Linked DNA regions of Capra hircus: region 2 is linked to region 1. The links are chromatin contacts, called in public Hi-C maps. All regions are on one chromosome and are shown on one strand. Each heading gives the region's core, a stretch centred on a gene start, on an enhancer-like site or on the middle of the called end of the contact. The rest is flanking DNA. Distances are from core to core; before and after follow the strand shown. Region 1 has its middle 38 kb from the start of GPRC5B. Region 2 has its middle 29 kb from the start of GP2.

The links. A called contact is a pair of places that touch in the nucleus more often than the background predicts.
Region 2: a Hi-C map of liver shows a contact between it and region 1, with 7 times the contacts expected there. The contact joins two enhancer-like sites. A contact is called at or near these places in 2 of 5 Hi-C or Micro-C datasets (blood and liver).

What each region holds. Positions count from the first base shown.
Region 1 is chr25:17,372,391-17,375,288 of ARS1.2, forward strand. No RefSeq gene overlaps it. Among named protein-coding and RNA genes, the nearest start is that of GPRC5B, 38 kb to the left of the region's middle. Within about 2 kb of position 1,506, at least 1 of the 5 cell types and tissues checked has an H3K27ac peak or open chromatin away from gene starts, as enhancers often do.
Region 2 is chr25:17,802,689-17,805,837 of ARS1.2, forward strand. No RefSeq gene overlaps it. Among named protein-coding and RNA genes, the nearest start is that of GP2, 29 kb to the right of the region's middle. Within about 2 kb of position 1,348, at least 1 of the 5 cell types and tissues checked has an H3K27ac peak or open chromatin away from gene starts, as enhancers often do.

The DNA.
Region 1 (2,898 bases), core at 256-2,755:
CTCCTTCATGTGTTGTATGTTTCTATGTCTTTTCATTTTGTTTAATTTACTGTGATTGGGGTCCTTTCTCTAGGCTGGAAGGTTGTAGTTCCTCTTAATTGTGTAGTCTGCCCCGTGTTGGTGGGGCCAGTGGCTTGTGAAAGTCTCCTGATTGTGGGGGTGGGAAGGACCCATGCTTATATTCTGCTGGATGCTTGGGTCTGGCCTCTCTTGAAGGCAGTGCTGTGTCCGGTGGTGTGTTTTGGGGTATCTATGGGTTTGGTATGGCTTTGGCCAGCCTGTATGCTAATGTGCAGAGTTGTGCTCCTGTTTTCCTGAGGGATTGGTGTGGCATATCCGGCACTGAAGCTTACTGGCTTTTAGGTGGGGCTTGGTCTTAGTGTTGAAATGGAGGCTTTTGGGAGTGCTCTCTCATACTAATGTTCTGTGGGGTTGGGAGTTCTCTGGTGGTACAAAGTCCTAGAGTTGAGTCTCCTGCATCTGGGGTTCAGGCCTGACCTCTTCCAGTAGCATCAAGACTTTAGAGGCCACACAGCACAGAAAACAAAACCCCTAGACTAATGGTGAAACAGCTGTCAACAGCCAAGATCACCCAAAGAGATTCAGACACTAATACAAGAAAAAGAAGGAAGAAGGAGAAAACAGAATAAAAAAGGTCAAGAAGAGGGGTCAAAAGAGAAGAGAGCAATCAAACCAATAATCAAACCCCTAAGTGAAAACCAATACTAAAAATTAGACTCTCAAAACTACAAAATTAAAAACAAAGGATCAAAAAGCAAAATCAAAAACATGGGGGAAAAATTAGACCCTCAAAAATATAAAATCAAAAGCAAAAATAAAAAACATGGAATTTGTTTAAAATAGGATTTTTTTAGAAAAGGAAAAAGTAGGTTATAAAGAATGAAAAATTAAAGGCATAATAAATAACCATGTTATACAATATGAGGGAAAAAAGGGGAAAAAGAGAGAGACTATATATAGAGTGGTAGTGAGAGGAATGTCCGTAACTCTTCCATTTTTCTGCTCCAGTTGATTGACAGAAAGGCCTCCAGTATATCTAGAAAGGTCTCTGGATCTGTTGTGGCAGTGTGGGGTCAGCTCAGACTCAGATCTTCCCTTGCTCCAGACTGTACTTGCTCTCAAAGTCTATAATTACCCCTAAAGTGCATAGTCTCAGGCTAATTGTGGGCGTGTAAGCCATTGCACCTGCCGCTTCTGGGGTAGTTTCCCTTTCTTTCCTTAGTGTGCATAGCCCCTGGCATTCTGCTCTGGTTTGGGGCCTGCCTCTGCTTTTAAGTTCTCTCTCCAGCGTCTGTTCTCTACCCAGACACGAGGGGGCGAAAAAACCCACTTATTAGGGCTCACTTGCTCCGTTGCGCTCAGCAGGGCGAGTGGTACAGCAGACACTGCTAAGGCTGTGTGGGGAGTGCCCACCGTGCCCGGTCCCTGGGGGAGGTTGCCACCGTCTGAGGCAGGCCGCACATTTCCCCAGGGAGTTGGTCCTGGGTTGTGGGACCCTTGGCAGAGCCGACCACTCAGGCTCCCGGAAGACATGGGTAGCAACCTACGGCGGTTCACAGCTTGGTGGCAGCTGCAACCTCTGGAGCTGGGACCGGAGTGGCCCCCTACCTTCCGCCTCTGGTACTTGCGCCTGCTTCTCTGTCTCTGGGGCTTCAGACCACAGCCGACCCGCTCCCCCTTTAGCATTCGCTAGAGCACGATTCTTTGTTCTGTGAGAGAGTGGGGTTAGAGCACGGTGCTAGAGTCCTCCTTCACGAGTGATCTTTTGCTTCTCTGGCAGTCCCAGGGTTTTTCCTGGCCTGTCTCTGCAGCATCACATCAGCCACCTCAGAGCATTTTCATGGCTGTCGACCTTGGTCCCTTCCCTGAGGACTGACCTCCAAGGGCCTGAGCCTCCATACCCAGCCCTGGCTTGCTGTGGACGGACGTGAGCCTGTGAGCTGCTTCCTGGCTGGGAAATGCCATTCAGTGTGATCTCTGCGGTGAATTTTCACTGTCTTGCCTGTGGAGCAGGTGTCTCGCTGCACTCCCCTCTGGGATCCTGAAGTTCCCCCTGACCCTGCCTGTGAGGGGGTTTCCTAGTGTGAGAAGACTTCCTGCTTCACCACTCCCTCCCCAGGCTCAGGTCCCAGTCCCAAACTCCTTTGTCTCCCTTTTTTTGTTTTTATCTTTTGCCCTACCTCAGTTTGGGGAGTTTGGTTTGCCTTCCTGGAATTCTGGGATCCTCTGCCAGTGTTCAGAAGATGTTCTGTGGAAATTGTTCCACATGCAGGTGATATTTTGATACACTTGTGGGGGAGGAGGTGGTCTCCCCATCCTGTTCCTCCACCATCTTGAAGGTTCCCCAGTCCTGATTTTTAGTGTTTTAAGGAATCTCCATCCTGTTCTCTACCGTGGCTGTACATTCCCACCAGCAGTATAGAAGGGCACATCCTCTTCAGAATTCATTGTTTATAGACCTTATGACTATGGCCATTCTAATTGGTGTGAAGTGATACCTCATTGCAGTTTTAATTTGCATTTCTCTAATAATTAGTGATGTTAAGCATCTTTTCATGTGATTTTTGGCAATCTGTATGTCTTCTTTGGGGAAATGTCTATTTAGATCCTCTGTCCATTTTTGAGACTGGGTTGTTTTTTGTTATTGAGTTGTATTACCTTTTTGTATACTTTGGAAATTAAGCCCTTGTCGGTTGCATCATCTGCAAATATTTCCTCCCATTCTGTAGGTTGTCTTTTCTTTTTGTTTATGGTTTCCCTTGCTGTGCAAAAGCTTTTAATCTTAATTAGGTCCCAATTGCTTATTTTTGTTTTTGTTTTCAGTACTCTGGGAGGTGGAAGTGAAGTTACTCAGTCATGTCCGACTCTTTGCAACCC
Region 2 (3,149 bases), core at 98-2,597, 430 kb after region 1:
TTTGATTATAAAAGACACCATTATTATATATAGCACCAAGAATAAAAGAATAGTACCTAGAAACTATGTCATGCCATCAATTATAGAAACTTCAGATATCATAAGATGTGCTTTTTAGAGTCATTTCCCCCTATCTAAGTAACAAGGTGAGGAAACTAACATTTAGTAAGCACCTGCCAGATGCCATCCGCTTATACACAATGCACAATCTCGCTGCATCTTCAAAGCAACCCTGGGAAATGGGTATTATCATCAGCATCTCCACTTTACAGAATAAGAAATTGAGGCTCAGAAAAGTTTTCTGGCTTTTCCAAAGTTACATAGCTATGAATGACCTTGGGATGCCAAAATATGTTGTCTTATTTGGGCTGCCTTTTAGTGAGTTCTCCATCACTAAAGGCAATCAAATATAGGGTGCGTGCTGCACACTCAGTCATGTCTGACTCTTTGCAACCCCATAGACTGTAGGGCACCAGGCTCCTCTTTCCATGGAATTTTCCAGACAGGAATACTGGAGTGGGTTGCCATTTCCTACTCCAGGGGATCTCGATCCAGGGATTGAACCCATGTCTCCTGCGTCTCCTTTATTTGCAGGCAGATTCTTTACCACTGAGCCACCTGGGAGGCCCCCCAAATGCAGGGTCAATGACCACAATATCAATATTAGAGAGGAGATCTAATCAACAAATGACTGGTGCAGCCACCCATATACTTGTACAATACAAGCATGAATCCCTATTTTACAAAAGGAAATAAGGGCCTCAGTTTTAATGACTAATGCAAGGTTGTCATAATGCTTGTAAATTAATGAGTTGAAACTTGAACTCAGGCCTGTCTAGCTCCAGATTTCTTCTTTCACTAAATTCAGAGTCTACTGGGAGGAGGAGAGGAGTTGATACAGACGATAAATAAGTAGATAAGTAAATAACCAGAATTGTTATAAACATAATTGTTAGAACTGTAAAGGAATAAACCAGGCACTGTGATAGGGAGGAAATGGGTGTGGGAAGAGATCTCTTTCAGTCGGGTGACGATCAGAAAAGGACTCCCAAAAGAGACGGAAAAATTGAACCTGCAAAGCATTCCTGGATTGAGGGTTAAATCTGTAATGCATAGTATTTGGCACCCAGGAAGTTCCCAGTAATTGGTAGCTATTATTAAGAAAAGTAGAATACTTTCTCAGAGATCATTGTGGAATCAAAAGGGCGTTGTGTGCTTTGTCCTGCTTCCAAAATCTAGATCCTTTCTCTGATGCAACACGGGCGAGGAAGGGGAAAGCAGGAGCAAGGAAGGGGCTGTGAGGGGCTTGGCAAAAGGGGCCTCGGCGGCTGAAGGCTGCAGCGCCCACCGGTGGCCGGCTGATTCGGTGCTGGCAGCTTCAGAGCAGAGCGGAGAACGCCAACCGGTGAAGAGTCACCTCTGCTAGCCGAGCAGAAGCAGGGTGACCTTGGGTCAGTCACGTCTCCTATCTAGGCATCTGTTTGCTCAGCTGTAAAATGATGGTTTGGGTCTGCAGAGTGAAGATCCCTTCCGGCTCTAATTCTGACCGCCTCCCTACTTCTTTGGACATGTTCTCACAGTGCCCTCTACTGGCCATTCTGTAGAGAACAGGCAGTGCGCACCTCCCGGAAGATAGGAGGTACCCCTGGGCCTGCGGAGATCTCCCCTTGCCAATGCCTACCCCTCAACCCCCCGGAGGATTTAGAATCCTTAGCGGGTACATTTGGATCGGCACATCGAAATAAGAAAAGTAAGGAAATCTGACTTCCTGGAATCAGAATTTCGGAGAGAGAAACGTGGTCGTCTTTTTCTTTTTGCAAAGAGACTATTTATTGCAACAACAGCAGTATTAGCTAATATTTGCTTACTGCTGGCTATTTACCAGGCCAGGCTGGTCACAGCGCATGAAGTGGTGAGCATAACAGTCACAGGCTTAAAAGGGGGCACATCAGTAATGAGACCTACAGGGTGAGCACTTGTCCATCCTTCACCTGGAAAGATAATGACAGGCCAAGAGGACGCATGTGCAAAGGCCCCAAGGAAGGCAAGGGCCTTGCTGTGCTCAAGGAATGAAGGAAAATAGAGTCAATAGTCACTAGATACTAGAGGATAAAGAATCTTGGGATGTTTTAAAAAAAAATTAAAAAGAAGCATGTAGGATATAAGTACAGTCAGCTTGAAAAATGGCCCTAGTTGTTATTACTGTAGTTGAATACACACACTTCATCAGAAATGGGTACCTGTGTTCACCAAAAGCCCTGAACAAGAAGCAGCACACTTCACGACAGCTGAAAACCGGAAACAACTGACAAGCTTGTCAATAGTAGAAGTGATGAATAATTTAGGTTGCATTCTTTCAATAGAATAATGCCAGTCAAACTATAACTAAACACAACAACATGGATCAAGTTCACAAAGATAACACTGACTATAAGAAGCCAGGCTCAAAAGAGACATTGTAGGACTCCTCTTAGATAAAGTTAAAAATCAGACAGAGCTACTCTGTGGTGCTGGAAGCTGGGACAGGTGCTGCATTTGGGAGATGCAATAACCGGAGGGGCAGGAAGGGGGCTTCTATTTTTGAACTGGGTGGTGCTTACATTGGAGTGCTCGCTTTGTTAAAATTCATCCAGCCAAGTACATTAGATATGCATGAAATGTGTATTGTTGTTCAGTCACTCAGTCGTGTCCGACCCTTTGGGACCCCATGGACTGCAGCACGCCAGACCTCCCTGTCCTTCACCATCTCCCGGAGCTTGCTCAAACTCATGTCCATTGAGTCGGTGATGCCATCCAACCATCTCGTCTTCTGTCATCCCCCTCTCCTCCTGCCTTCAGTCTTTCCCAGCATCAGGGTCTCTTCTAATGAGTCATATCTTCACATAAGGTGGCCAAAGTATTGGAGTTTCAGCTTCAACATCAGTCCTTCCAATGAACACCCAGGACTGATCTGCTTTAAGATGGACTGGTTGGATCTCCTTGTAGTCCAGGGGACTCTCAAGAATCTTCTCCAACACCACTGTTCAAAAACATCAGTTCTTCAGCACTCAGCCTTCTTTATGGTCCAACTCTCACATCCATACATGACTACTGGAAAAACCATAGCTTTGACTATATGGACCTTTGTTGACAAAGTGATGTTGCTGCTT